Regions from separate parts of the Neogale vison genome. Here region 2 is linked to region 1. A link is a contact called in public Hi-C data. All regions are on one chromosome and are shown on one strand. Each heading gives the region's core, a stretch centred on a gene start, on an enhancer-like site or on the middle of the called end of the contact. The rest is flanking DNA. Distances are from core to core; before and after follow the strand shown.

Region 1 (7,492 bases), core at 1,645-4,144:
TTTGTTCGGTGGGTGTGTTTATTCTGAGTGGCTGTGAATGAAGGCAAGGGTGATTTGGTTGGATTTGATTTTGATTTTTTTAGTCATTTAAGATTTTCACCCCTCAAAAAAAAATGATGGTGGTTTTACAGGGCTCAGTTTTGAAGCGTGGTTTGAATATTTTTATTTTTATTTTTATTTTTATTTTATTTTTTGAATATTTTTAAACATACCTAATCAATCGGTGTTCTCCTGGTCTCCCAATTGAAACTCTGTGCCACCTTTTCTTAAAGGTATTTTTTCGGCAGCACTTTCTGGCTATGAGTGAGTTTCTACACTTTCTGGCTGTAGAGTTGTCGTCATTATTATTTAGACCGACACGAAATGCTCTTTAGAGAGCAGGCATGTGAGTCCCAAGCGAGTTGTGAAATTAAAAGTCAAAAGCCAAGTTGGGCCCAGGGATGGACAAGCATGCGCAAAGCTACCAAAGGGGACGGGAGGCCTAAAACAATGTGTCTTTCCTTTCTATTCTGTTTTGCCCCATTGTGTTTTGAATAGACTGAATCACTGCCCAGCTTTGGGGCCCAGGCTCTGAAAGGCCCCATTGTGAGGGATATGCTTTCCCCCAGCAGAGTGAAGGTTGCTGTAGTAACCTTCCCTATGAATTTCCTCACCAGTGTGATGAAAATCTCAACTGAATTGTGACATTACTACAGTTACAAACAAGACTGCAAAATGAGCTTGGGCCTACCGGTTTAGGGGGTCTTTTCTTATCTGAACTGGACCAGTGATCCGGGCCTAACGTGTCCACGTGGCCAAAGAAGGGAGGGGATTTTCTAGAAGGCAGAGCTTGAGAAGTGAACCTGAAGAGTCTAAGGGAGGCTCTCTCCCACGGGCGTGCAAGTAGTGGGAAACGGGAGTTTGCAGATCAAGGCAGGGGTCTCACAGCTCAGGAGCTATCTCAGCCATAGAGTTGGCTGGGTTAGGAAAAGCACTTTCTGGTTCCTGAGCAGGGAGGCATGGGTAGCCAAGGTCCACATGCCACAGGCAAAGAATAAGTCTGCACTTCGTTTGGAGAAACAGTTCAGGATTCAGCAGTGCCCCCTTTATTCTGCCATGACAAACTGGCAGAAACCAATCACCCCGATGTCCCACACGGCACCTGGGTACAGTGAGCTCTACAGACAGTTCACTATGTATCAAGCAACTTCTAAGCTATTTACAGGTATTAACGCATTTACCTGTGCCAACAAGCCTATAAAGTCAGCGTTATTGTTAATCTCCAATTTAAGGATGAGAAAGACCAAGCACAATGAAATTACATCACTTGCCCCAGATCAGCACCAGTGAGCAAATATCCTCCTTCCAGAATCTATACTCAAAATCCGTTCTTCATTGAACGTTCCCACAGTAGGCCCTGGGTGCTCAGATCCGGAGCTCTGGGGCTTAGGAGCAAGCCATGGGCCAAGAAGGAACATCGATTTGAGAGTCCTCCATTGATTCCTAAAAAGTTGTTGCCATAGACATGCATGAGATTGTGCAGAACAGGAGGCAAACAGCAGATAAGAAAACCAAGGATGGGAAGCCCTTCATCCATTGGTTCGTTCATTCATTCATTCATTCCAACAGTTATACGCCTCCTGGGGGCCAAGCACTGTCCTAGGAGCTGGGGCAACACTTGCAGACTGTACAGACGAGGCTCCGGGTTCCATCATGCCTACTTTCATTGGTGAGGCAGAAAACAGGCTAGATAGACAGGAAAAATAAAAGCAGCCAAGTGAGGCCAGAAGGCCAAGGCTGAGTACTTGGCACCGGAGACAGGAAACAGGCAGCCAAGATGGAATCCCCATCAGAGGGTGCAGCCCAGGTCACACAGAAAAACTGTCTTCCTTCCAGAGGAAACAGGCCCAAAGTCCTGCAGTCAGATCCCCATCCAAAAAGAGAAACAACACCACCTCTAATCTGTATATTGCTTCCATCGTCTCCCTACTCAGCTGCATATCATCCCATGTGAGTCCCAGAGCAGCTCTGAGGGGCAGGAAGGGAACAGGTATAATGATGTCCATTTCACGGCCTGGATCGCCTGGCAAAATTGCCCTTACTTTAGAGGAGCCCAGAGGAGTGATGGGGATCTGGGGAGGACAAGAGAGCAAATTTCCGGCTGGGCTCCTCAGCTGCAGGAACACACCACTGCTTATGTCTAGCATGATAATAGCGAAGTCTCTCATGGTGGGATATTATTTTTTATTTATTTATTTAATTTTTAAAATGAAGGTGTGGTGGTTTTTGTTTTTGTTTTTGTTTTTAAAGATCTTATTTATTTGACAGAGATGAGATGAGAAGTAGGCAGAGCAGCAGGCAGAGAGAGGGGGGGAGGCAGGCTCCCTGCTGAGCAGAGAGCCCCATGTGGGGCTTGATCCCAGGACCTTGAGATCATGACCTGAATGGCGGGATATTATTAAGTTGGGCTGTGAGTCTCTGTGTGCTGCATCTCACCTACTTAGAAATAAAAGAGGAGGCAGGAGGAGGGACCCAGAACCAGCAGCAGAGCTAGACTGCTTTTTAAACCCAGAGACAGGGCAAAACAAACAGCTCTTGAGAAACACAATTTCTAAGCTTACTTAAAGGTAGCAATCCCAGCCTAAAAGCCTCTCGGTTGAGTAATGCACCGCCCTACAGAGAGGGCAAAATTATCAAGGCACAGAAAAGCAGGAGATGTCAGGCTGTGGATGAAGGCCCTACTCGATGCCAGCTTCTAAGTAAAATGAGGCATTACAGTAACTCAGCCCACAGCGATTTCCCGTTTTAACCGATGTTTCCTGTTTTCTATGCCGGGCATCATAAGGATATTCAAAACCAGACCCAGAGTTCACAGGCTGTCCCTTCACTGGGCTGCATTCTTTTCTGTTCACTCATCGCATAATGTGCAACATGACAACCCGAAACAGATCTGTTTTCCTACTGACCTCAATCTGCGACCACCATTGCTGCTGCTGGAAGAAACCCTCGGCTCTGGGGTGGGCCGAGAGGGGGAGAGCAGCCCGCCTGGCCCGCAGTCCTCCAGGCCTGTTGCCCCTGACATAGAACTGGGACCTGCTTGGCTGGTGTCTCCACAGGAATCGCCCACAACTGGCTGGGACAGTTTGATTTAGTGTCAGGAGGACAGGCAGAAAGGGGCAAAAATCTCTTTCCGGCCCTTTTGGCTGATTGGCTAACCCAACCCAGCATAGAGGAGAAAACGGATTTTCTGTTTATTTTGTTTGTTTATGGTCGTAGAATAAGAAAAGTAGGTTTTAAAACCTTTTTTTAAAAAATCATTTCGCCATTTCGGTAAAGTTACAAAAAATATACAAAGGATTCCTGTTTGTTACCAATTGGTAACATGTTGTCACACTTGCTGCCTTTCTGTCCCTCCCTCCCTCCCTGCCAAATATGTAGATTTTTCTTATACAAAGCAGTTGAAAACAGGTTGTATACATCATGCCCTCTTGTTCCTAACACTGCAGTATGTATTTCCTAGGGGACTTTTCTTATATAACCAAAGTAAACAATCTCAGGAAATGGAACATTGATACCACAGATGCCATAGTTTTTATCTAAGTCAATATTCCAATTTCATCAATTAGCCCAATGATGTCCTTTGACAAGATTGTCTTTTGCTTGGTGCCAGATCATCCTGTTTTGCATTTAGTTTTCATATTTCTTTAGTCTCCTTTAATTTCTAACAGCTCCTCAACTTTCCTTCATCCTTTATAATGTTGACATTTTCAAGAATCCGGGCCAGTTATTTTATAGAATTTCCTTCAGTTTGGGTTTGTCAGATGTTTCCTCATAATTAAATGCAGCTTTTGCCTTTTTTTTTTTTTTTTTGGCTAGACTTCTAGTCAAGTGATTTTGTGTCCTTCTCAGGGTATCATGTCTGGAGGGACACGATGTTTGTTGATGTTTGTGGGTGATATTCATTTTTGTCACTTGGCTAAGTACTGTCCCATTTTCCTACTGCATAACTTCTATTTTTTCCTGTTGTAACTGCTAAGCAGTTTGTGGGAAGAGACTTGGAGACTATGTAAATATCCTGTTCCTTATCAAACTCTGACAACCAGCTTTGATGGAATTAGAATTTTAAACCTACTTATTTGGCATTCAGGGAGAATCAATTACCGGGCTGAGTGTTTTAGACAGACAGGGGCTATGGAGCATCTATGTGAGCGTCTCGGGGCCATGGTAGCTGATTTCCTCACACTTCCTGGGTTCCAGAGGGGCTGAGGTTGCTGGGCGAACGCGCTCCTCATCTCTGACAGCGAGTTCCATCCACCTCCACAGGGCGTGAAATAATGCATTCCTAGAAGCCGAACTAAAAACCAGAAGTATGAGTCAAGGTGATTCCTAATGGCCCAGAGAGCACCATGGAAGAGCTGTCCGAGGAAATCACTTCTGCCCATATGCAAAGCTATTATGTGAGGATGCTGATCTCTGATTTCCTTTGTCAGGGTGCCCAGGAGCCTCCTCCCCCGCTTAATCCCATCTCCCCTCTCCTGAGCTCTTGAATGAACAACTATCTACTTAGATAGTGGACTTGGAAGAAGTTCTTTTGGACCAGAAAGCTTAAAGCCTAATAGGAACAAGTGGATTGGGGGGTAAAGAACGACGTGAGTAAAGAGGTGAAGTCTAAGTCAGGTCAAAGAGGCTGCCAACCATTGTTATTCAGCCACAAACAGAGAAGACCTTTATGTCCAACCTTAGATTCCGGACATTCTTGTTCCCACATGGGAATCTGCTACCACCTGGAATAGTCCTTAAATGTTTTCTTTTTGTTGATGAAGATTGTGTGGAAATACTAGGTCTGAGGACGTTATTACCTATGAGCCACCAGTAGATGGCCGCTTCCACAACCAGAGAGAGCCTCGGACGAAGCCCAAACAGTCTGAAGGGCAAATTATCACAGATATAAAGGCCGATGAGCTTATCTGGAGATCAAAGATTCTCCTTGGTCTCTCAGTATTATAGCCACATGTGTGAGAAGCCTGGGGCCCATTTCTAAAAGGGACGTGTAAGCTAGTGATTTTAATTTTTTTTTTTTTTTTTTAGATTTTATTTATTTATTTGACAGACAGAGATCACAAGTAGGCAGAGAGGCAGGCAGAGAGAGACGGTGAAGCAGGCTCCCTGCCAAGCAGAGAGCCCAATGTGGGGCTCGATTCCAGGACCTGACCTGATCATGACCTGAGCCGAAGGCAGAGGCCTTAACCCACTGAACCACCCAGGTGCCCTAAGCTAGTGATTTTAATAGTTACTGCTGAACCAACCCTGGAAAACTGAGCCTTACACTTTCTAGATTAAAAAGTTTCTTCTTCTTTTTTTTTTTTTTTTGAAGAGTTTAGTTATTTATTTGACAGGGATCACAAGTAGGCAGAGAGGCAGGTAGAGAGGGGGGAGGGGGAAGCAGGCTCCCTGCTGAGCAGGGAGCCCCATGTGAGGCTCAATCCCAGGACCTTGGGATCATGACTTGAGACGAAGGCAGAGGCTTAACCCGCTGAGCCACCCAGGAGCCCCAGAAAATTTTCTATCTAAGATTTCATTTTTCCTCTTCTAGCTAGAATCATGAGCTATACAGTATTGGTAGCGTATACTCCGAAATTCTGAAGGATCCATAAACATAAACAGGAATTGGCAACAGTGATAATAATTTCAAGGCTGGTATTCTTCTCATAACAACTATGCTCTGTGGTCTTTTTCCTCAACCACATCCTATGTTTTTCACCAATTCAGTCTTTCACTGATTCAGTCACAGGCAACAATACCTGTGCTGGGTACTGTGCCAGCCTTGGGGATATAATGATTTTTTTTTTAAGAGATATAAAGGTTTACAAATTAATGACTCAAAGTCTGCAGTTGCAGTTCGTGTGGGAAGAATGAATCCTGTTGACGTAAGATTCAGTTCTTTCCTCACATAAAAATACTGAATGAGCTGGTGACTACCAGGAAGGAGAATGCCCAGTGCAGCTCACACCTCATTGCAAAATATGACCCATGCTACCAGGTAAGCTGAGAAGACATGAATTCACACAAATCATTGATCCTGATCTTTGCTAACAAGTGACTTCTAACCTGTATGATCCCCATTTTTCTAAAAAAAGATTTTAATTCTTTATTTCACAGACAGAGATCACAAGTAGGCAGAGAGGCAGGCACAGAGAGGAAGGGAAAAAGGCTCCCCACAGAGCAGAGAGCCCAGGACCCTGGGATCATGACCTGAGCCAAAGGCAGAGGACTTGACCCACTAAGAATCCCCATTTTAAGAACTCTGTAGTTAGGGCTGACTGAGCCACCCAGGTGCCCCAAATAAATAAAATATTTAAAAAGAAATTATTTGTCAGAGAGAGAGACAGCGCACATAAGCAGGGGGAGTGGCAGGCAGAGGGAGAAGCAGGCTCCCCACTGAGCAGGGAGCCCGATGTGGGACTCTATCCTAGGACCCTGGAATCATGACCTGAGCCAAAGGCAGAGGCTACTGACTGAGCCACCTGGGTGTCCCAGTTAATTTCATTTTGGAAACACCAGCCCAAGCTCTGTCAGATAATGATTAGCTTAAACCATCATTTATTCCATTTAAATTAGCTTGGTTTGATTTTCCTTAAAATTGTGGGGCTGTTTGACTTCAAATATTATTATTTTTTAAAAATCTCAGTGCCTAACTATGAGACTCACAAATTTGGTGTGAGGTATGCTATACCATCCCCCATCTGGCAAGAGGTTTTAAATAGCCTAACTGGAATCCCTAAATCTTTCATGTGGTGTAAGATCTCTCTCAGACATAGTTTGTCACCACTGAGAAGCTGAAAAGGCATTTGAGCAACTGTTTACTACGGACCAGTTAGCTGCTCCATAATTTATCACCAGGTAAAGCACTAAGTGTTACATGCCAGGCTTTGGGTTCTCTTGACTCTCTTCTGGAGGAGAATCTAGGGCAGCTCCTCCCACCAGTAGGTCCAGCAAGACCAGTCCTTGGAGCAAGGCTGAGGGCAGACCGGAGCCGGCCTGTCAAAACCAGTTCCCAGGGCTCTGCCTGTGGGGCCCACAGGGAAGGCATCTGACATCTTTTACCGACAAAAGATACTACCAAGCGTTTAGGACCATGTAACAGAATCTACCACCATTCTGAGCCACCCATCCTGCCCATTCACCCACCCCCTCACTCTCAGACTTAATCAAGAGAGGAAGTGACTCTGCCCCGATGCTGTCATAATTTTTGAAATCTGGAAGTGGGTCCCATGATGTGAAAGGAAGTTAAACGCTAGAGGAAGACAATGAATTCCTACACTGGTCTAGAAACTTGTTGATTGCCTTCGAGTTATAAATCTTCCAGGATTCTAATTATTTAAACAAAAAAAATTCCCCAAATGCCCCTCTTTGGTTGCAGGTATGGTTATTAAGAATTTTGTCAGGCTTTCTTGAACGGACTGGCTCTAAGAGAGTATCCAAATGATAAACTCATGATAACAAAAGTAATAGG
Region 2 (7,492 bases), core at 1,824-4,323, 62 kb after region 1:
AAGTCTCCTATGGAAAAAGGTACAAATTTATATCGCCTGGTAGTGTTGTTGATTCTCCAAAGATGGAGAAAAGTGGTCCAAAGTGAACTTTGAGGAAAGAGACAGGAGGTGAACTGTAAGCTGGATATTATGCTCATGAGTCAGAAAATGACAATATTCCTTATGAGTCACAATTGAATGAGTCTTGGGAGGGCCATGGGGACAAGAGGAGAGTCTTCCTCACGTGCCACCAGACTTCCTAAAAGATCACACACACAAACCCGCAAACAACAGTACAGGTGCTCTCCCTACAGCCCGAGGGCCCGAGGAACTCTATTCTCCAGGCTAAGCCTCAGCCACACCCATGGAAGGCAATGCCCCTTCTCTTCCGGTACTGAGCGGCTGAAGGATGCAGCTGGGCAGACCCAGACAGATGTGACACACAAAATGCAGCCTCATCTGGCTTGAAGGCATCTTACATAAACAGTAAACAGTGTAACTGAGGTTTCTGTTTAAGATGGATGACGCTGCTCTCAGACAACCTCCCATAGCTAATGAACAATCTCTCGAGCCAGGGAAGAAGTGATGCATTTCATTTTTGCCATGCTACTCTACATCTAGTAGATGCAGCGATGGCAAATCTCCGATTTCAGGACAGCAGCTGTTTCAACTTTTTTCTGATGCGCTGATAGTCGCCTGGCTGCCCGCAACGGGGCCATCTGCGCTGTTGGCAGGGAACCCATCAACAGGTAAGTCACACCCTGTCCTCCCATAGACACATTACACAACTCTGGCAACAAGTCTCTTCCTTCCAACATGCCTCCTCTGCACCCATTTGATCAACCACCTTCAAAAGCAATGCAGCCAAACTGAGTATGGAGATTCCGAGGTCTCCAGAAAAGGCATCATAGACTACTTTGGTAGTGTGTCCAGCAAGAAAAATGAATTAACTAAGGGAAAGCTAACTTTCTCAAGGTAGCTCTCAAGTATTTGAATTCAGTTAAGTTTCTTGAAGCTCTTGACATAAACACATTGATTTTTTTTTTTTTTTTTTAGAAATATTGACTCACGGAAAACAATGATAGCAATTCCAAAGTACCAGGACTATCACATTGCTCAGATTCAAGCAGCCAATTAGGTAGTGGCCCAATTCGGTCGCTCCTCCACCCAACCACACACTTACACACACAGTGTAAGTAAATGGTTCTCTCCCAGGGGTTCCAAAAATAATGTAGGTTAGACCGACTTCTTAAAACCTGAAACTTAAGGAGGAAATTTATTTACAGATGAAGTGTCCTCTTAGGGAGGAACAGAAGTGACACAATTTTGGACTACGTAAAAAGAAAAAGCTTGTGTCAAAGATGCCCTTTTAAAGACTGTTTTGTTTTTAGAAACATTCTTTTGAATAAACAGCACTGGGTCTAGAGCTGCTTTTGAGTTTCGACCGTAAGTTCGCATGGGCCTTTGCTACATTTCTCAGGCCGGTCACGCAGGACAGATTTTTTTTTTAAATTGGTGTTGTACTAGTTACCGTTTTTGACTTAACTCCACATTCACAATCATTAAAACCGAACAAACCGAACCAGAAGGGGATCAGGCCATCTACCCGAGCAGGGTTCTTTGAAAAGGAGCAAGTGTGGAAACTATGAAGCCTTGTAGTCGAACTTTTTTTTCTTTCTTTCTCGGATGGACTGTCCATCTCTTCAAAACCGAGTCCTTGCTTTTGTGCTTCGGGAAGAAACGTACACCCCACCGAGACCCGGGGGGGATGCGGCTCAGGTTAATGGGGGCGGAGTTGGGGCTCTCGGGGGCGGGGAGAGGAAAAGTCAGAAGCCAGTCGGAGAAAAAGTCAGCCACTTCCCTGTATTCCCAAAGTGCCAAAGGAAAAAGAACAAAACACTCGACTTCCTCCCGGGCGACCGGTTCGCGGTACACCGAGAAGCGCCAGTCACCTAGCCCTCGGGGAAGGGGTGGGGGGCAGGGGTGGGGGTGTTTACTCGGCCTCCCGGGCGCAGAGACCCAGCGGGCCCGCGCCCAGCGAAGGCCAGGCCGGCCAGGCTGCCGGCTGCGCCACTTTCGCTCTCGGCCGCCCGCCCAGCGCCAGGTGCTCGTCCTACCTGGCGCCCCCGCCGCCCTTTGTGCGGCCCGCTCCGCCCCCGCCAGCGTGCAGCAGCCAGGCGGGACAGCTGCGGGCGGCGCAGGGGGCGGAGAGGCGGGGAGGCGGGGAGGCAGCCGGCGCCCGTGCCCGCCGGCGGGGAGGGGAGCGCGGGGCGCGCAGGGGAGGGGGCGCGGCGAGCCGGCGGCAGCGCCGCAGAGCCGCGCTCCGGGCCGCAGCGGGCGGGAACGCCGGGGCACGGGCGCTGTCGACCGGCCCGGCAGGAAGAGAGGGGTCCCCTCCGAGGGCCGCGCCCCCGAGCTCAGAGCTGCCCATACACTGGCTTCCGACAGCTGGCAGCCATAGCAACCCGGCCACAAAAAGTTTCGCGGCGTCCAGAGCGACTTGAAAGAAAGTTTTCCTTGGCCCCCTCGCTCCCTCTCCCCCGGCCAGGGTTTACGGAAAGCGGCGGGCAGAGCTCGCGACGTGCCGACTCCCGCGTCCACCTTCTCCACCCCTGGCCTGGGCTGCGCGCCCAAGGTGGGTACCCCGCGCCGGCGCTTCCTGCCCCATCCCAGGGTCAGGCGTCCCGGGACGCCGCGCGACCAACTCACCATGGTGACTCGCGCTGCGGTCCCTCCTCTGCCGGGTCCGGCTGCCGGGGAGCTGGGGCTGGATCGCAGACTCCTGGGCAAACTTCAAAAGTTGGTCCCCTTCGCCAAAAACAGGCTCTCGACACCCAAGCACTCACAGGAGCCAATGGGAACCCTGGGGGGACTCCATCCAGGCGGGATCGGCGGCGCTAGGTGAAGGGCGAGAAGGAGGCGACTTAGCAGACGGGGCACATCCTGCCAAAGGCAGGGGTCCACTCGGACCAGGCGCTCGCAACCCGCGTAGATGAGCCCGATGCTCTCCGCGCGTCTGCCCGGCTGCCCAGGATCGCTCCTTCTTTCTTCAGCCACTTACTCTGTACTCCTCCGGCAGAGCCTCGGTTCGGGCTGGGCAATCTGTCCATAAATGGAGAATTCAGCTCAGGCCTGACCAATCAGGGTTTGTTTTCACAGCGTCACTCCTCAGGGAAACCGTGGTAGCCAACAAGCTTGGAGCTGCTGGAGTTTCCAAAGACCTCTGGATCCTGTAGTCCTCCACGCTAGCTTCCAAAGGAACGCCGCTGACCCGGCTCGCTCCCGGGTGCAAGACCTCAACCGCGCAAAACCCTCCGTGAAAGTGAGCAAGACTCTCTCTCTCTTTTTTTAAACGCGAAAATTACAGTAGGTGTGGCTTCCAAGTCGATGTGGTATGATTTTCCCATAACTTTTTTTTTTTTTAAGAAGGAAATATTTTATCAGCATAAAAGATCAGAGTCATGGCTGCAGCCCAAAGGAAATCCCTTTTCTTTCCAATGTCTGGATTGTGAGGAAAGTCAAAAATATCATTTCCCCTACCCCTCCTTTTACCTGAATTTCCTTGGAAAACAAAGGAAGGCTTTTTTTTTTTTTCCGTTTTTTTTTTTTTTTTTTTTCCTTTCCCTCTGTCTCTCTCTTGGGGACTTTTGAATTGTGAAAAAGTTGCATTGCAGTGAACAGAGAGACAGGAGAAAGGTAAGTGAGGGAAAAAGCACCCACCCACCTCAGTCAACCCTATCTGTTGAGAACAATTAGCTGTACAACCATACCTGCAAAGCCGAATTATTCCAGAATATGGAGTTTCAAGGCATGGAGTGGGCAGTGAGAAGGACATTGGAGGTGGGGGAAGAATCCTGAAATAAGGTAGAGAGTGTGGTCTTATTGTTTTAAGCGTTCAGAAGGTAATCTTGGTGGGTTACAACATGACTGTTCTCCCAGGATCTGTGGCAGGTAAGAAATGAAAACTTCTGGCTTAGAGAAAGTATGTAGCATTATGATTTATTGTTTATGAACTTTGGCGGTAGGTCTTCACTTGATCTAGGACTCTAGAGTTGGTGTGGATGTTAAAAATCATCTTGCCGGGGCGCGTGGGTGGCTCAGTGGGTTAAAGCTTCTGCCTTCGGCTCTGGTCATGATCCCAGGATCCTGGGATCGAGCCCCGAATTGGGCTTTCTGCTCAGCAGGGAGCCTGCTTCCTCCTCTCTCTCTCTGCCTGCCTCTCTGCCTACTTGTGATCTCTGTCTGTCAAATAAATAAATAAAATCTTTAAAAAAAAAAATCTTTAAAAAAAAAATCATCTTGCCTGGAATGGCTAAACAGAATGTGGTATGTCCATACAATGGAATACTATTCAGCCTTTAAAAAGGAAGGAAGTGCGGACATGGGCCACAACATGGACTAAACCTTGGAAACAGTTTTCATACTGGGGTGATAAAAATATTCTGGAATTAGTGGTGATGGTTGCACAACTTCGTGAATATACTGAAAGACACTGAATTATACCTTATAGAAGGGTATGTAAATTTTATCTCCATTTTAAAGTTGAAAGAAAATCATGTTGACTACATTCTTAAATTCTTGTAGTAATCATCCATTCTGTGAGGAAACAGATATGATTAAATGCCTACTATAGGTCAGCACAGCAACCATGAGCACAGTGGTTTCTTCCCTTGCCAAGCTTACAATTTGGGAAGGAGCAAGACAGAAGATAGTTATATTTATTTTTTTTTTAAGATTTTGTTTATTTATTTGAGAGAGAACAAAAGCAAGAGAGATCACAAAGGGGAGGGAGAAACAGACTCACCACTGAGCAGAGAGCCCAACACGGGCCTCCATCCCAGGACCCTGAGACCATGACCTGAGCCAAAGGTGGACGCTTAATGAACTGAACCACCCAGGAGCCCCAGAAGATAATATTAAAACAATAAATAATTATAGGAAAGGTACAAATATAATGAAAAGCAACAGTGGTTTTATGCAAGGAACTTCCATACTAGGAGCTACATTTTGGGTTAGGGAATTCATCTGGCAGCGATCTAGTACAAATTGGACAGGAAATAGCAAAACATCTATTGAGCACTCACTCTGTACTAGGTACTGGGAAGGTACAAACAGCCAGGACCCACCAAATTCCCAGGGAAACTGATTCCACATTGCAGGGGCACGCCAGAATATGATCAGGTATCTTAGGAACTAATGAACAGAGGTTACCAAAAGGAATATTGGAGCTTACCAATTATACAAGAAGCACTGCTTAGGTGGGAAATGACATGTTGCCTAAGCCACCATCCCATCCACAGTCAACCCTGATGAATAATCGGATTGACATGGGCTTCAAGGGAGACAGGCAAAGATGTGGTTGTTTTCCCTGTAAAGCAGGGGTACAATGAGACACTGAAAAATCTTTTAAGAATCCATCAACAATTTATCAGTCTTGGATTGATCTAAAACTATCTTGACACTCAATGCCATTTGTATTAACATTTGAGATCTCTTTTTTAAATGCTTACTTTTTTTTTCTTTTTCTTTTTTTAAAGTAGGCTCCATACCCAACATGGAGCCAAACACAGAGCTTGAACTCACATCAACACCTGACCTGAGATCAAGAGTCCAACACTTAACTGACTGAGCCACCCAGGCACCCCTAAATGCTTGCTTTCATTTGTCCTAATAATCTTGTTCCAGTTTTCAGAGGTAATTCAAGTAGGTGGGACTCTGATGAAGATATATGCTTGTGTTCATTTTTCATGATTTTGTAATATAATTCTTTTCCAGATTGAAATATAAATGTATATATTAATTGGTATAGTGGAGTGCCTGCGTAGCTCAGTCGGTTAAGCAGCTGAGTCTTGATCTTAGCTCAGGTGTTGATCTCAGAGTCGTGAGTTCAAGCCCCACGTTGGGCTCCATGCTGGGCATGGAACCAAGTTAAAAAAAGAAATTGTGTGTCTACGCAGTACTTAGATTATAAGATTTAGTGGCACATAAAAGTGAATTTGAAGTCTGGCTTTGTCACTTAACTAGCTGTGAGATAGTAATCTTTCTGCACTTCAGTTCCCTTATCTATAAAATAGATTGATGTGCATATGAAATGAAATATGTATAAAGATGGCCAACGAATATTGGTTCCTTTCTCCTGCCACCTGCCATGTATTCTAGGTTAAGGATCCAGATGTGGGTTCATGTAGGATCAGATCAGAATCAGCTGCCCTCTGAATTATATGCCAAATCTTGGGGGCTTCTGTGTATGCCCTTTCCTTCAGGGAGAGTTAATAGCTTTCATCAAATTCTCAAAGATGCTGGAACTGTCAAAATAATAGCTCTTGATCACATTAGTTATGCCTTCCTGGATCTTTGTGTTTTTCTTGAAGTATAGGGATTAGAACTGAGTCTGATACTGTAAGGGCGGAGCTTGGATTCTCAAAGCAGAGCCCATAATTCACACTTTGAATGTAGAATATAGAGTATGAGCATGTGATAGAGACTCTCATTTCACAAAGAATCCGTTCAAGCCCTTCCCGCTCCTTCCCCATCTTGGGAAGATAAATTGTCAGTTTTATGCCCTGGTCTACCTGGGAGAGTCCTAGTTTCTGCCTTTATCTCAGTGAAATAATTAATGGAACCCCTCTTGTATTCCCAAAATGGCCTGATAATTTGAATGATAGGTTATGATCACCCTAAGTTTTTGGCAAAATTGCAGCCTCCCCCCAAAATTCTCGCTTTATAAAGCTTTTCCAATTTTCTTGACTTAAACCTATTTTTAAGAGGACTCATCGGGGCGCCTGGGTGGCTCAGTGGGTTAAACCCCTGCCTTCGGCTCAGGTCATGATCTCAGGGTCCTGGGATCAAGCCCCGCGTCGGGCTCTCTGCTCAGTGGGGAGCCTGCTTCCTCCTCTCTCTCTGCCTGCCTCTCTGCCTACTTGTGATCTCTGTCTGTCAAATAAATAATAAATAAAATCTTAAAAAAAAAAAGAGGACTCATCAATATATTACCCAATATTCTTTGTTATTCGAGCTCATAGTAGCAATGAAATGAAAACAACTTTTAAAATTGTAAAACTCATTATAGACACATGATGGAGCTAGTCAGATGAGACTTTACACATACGTGGGCATGATTTAAAATGCAGTTTTATCTGGGCTTGAATGAAAAGGAATGAAGAAAAAAATCCAAATGGAGACAAAACACAATTTGGTATGAATCTAGCAGTGAAAAGAATCACTACTTATACATTTTGGAAAACAATTGGTAAGAAGATAAAATAAAGCAATGAAACTAGTTTCCATGTCAGTACTGTAAGAGAACACCAGAATGCATTCACAACAATGCAATTAAAGAAAAATTTGTTCACAGGAAAATTAGGCCAGAAATCTTTACCAAAGCACCAGTGAAAGAGATGCTTATGTCACATCAATGTGGGATGTCCTGGGCCATCACTGTTTCTGCCGTTAATAGGCATTTGTTGGGTTCAATAGGTATCAGCTATGAGCTAAGTGCTTACCCTGTAATATC

Evidence for each region. A called contact is a pair of places that touch in the nucleus more often than the background predicts.
Region 2: a contact with region 1 is called in a Hi-C map of muscle, with 5 times the contacts expected there. The contact joins the promoter of MYO1E here to the enhancer-like site in region 1. A contact is called at or near these places in 2 of 3 Hi-C or Micro-C datasets (fibroblasts and muscle).

Annotation. Positions count from the first base shown.
Region 1 is chr13:101,258,162-101,265,653 of ASM_NN_V1, forward strand. All of the region lies in intron 1 of MYO1E (unconventional myosin-Ie), which reads right to left. Among named protein-coding and RNA genes, the nearest start is that of MYO1E, 61 kb to the right of the region's middle. Within about 2 kb of position 2,895, the one cell type or tissue checked has open chromatin away from gene starts, as enhancers often do. A contact at or near this core is called in fibroblasts, where this site is marked.
Region 2 is chr13:101,319,967-101,327,458 of ASM_NN_V1, forward strand. It overlaps MYO1E (unconventional myosin-Ie), which reads right to left and starts at 3,074. Exons shown (of 28, transcript XM_044230483.1): 1 at 2,689-3,074. The coding sequence starts at 2,691.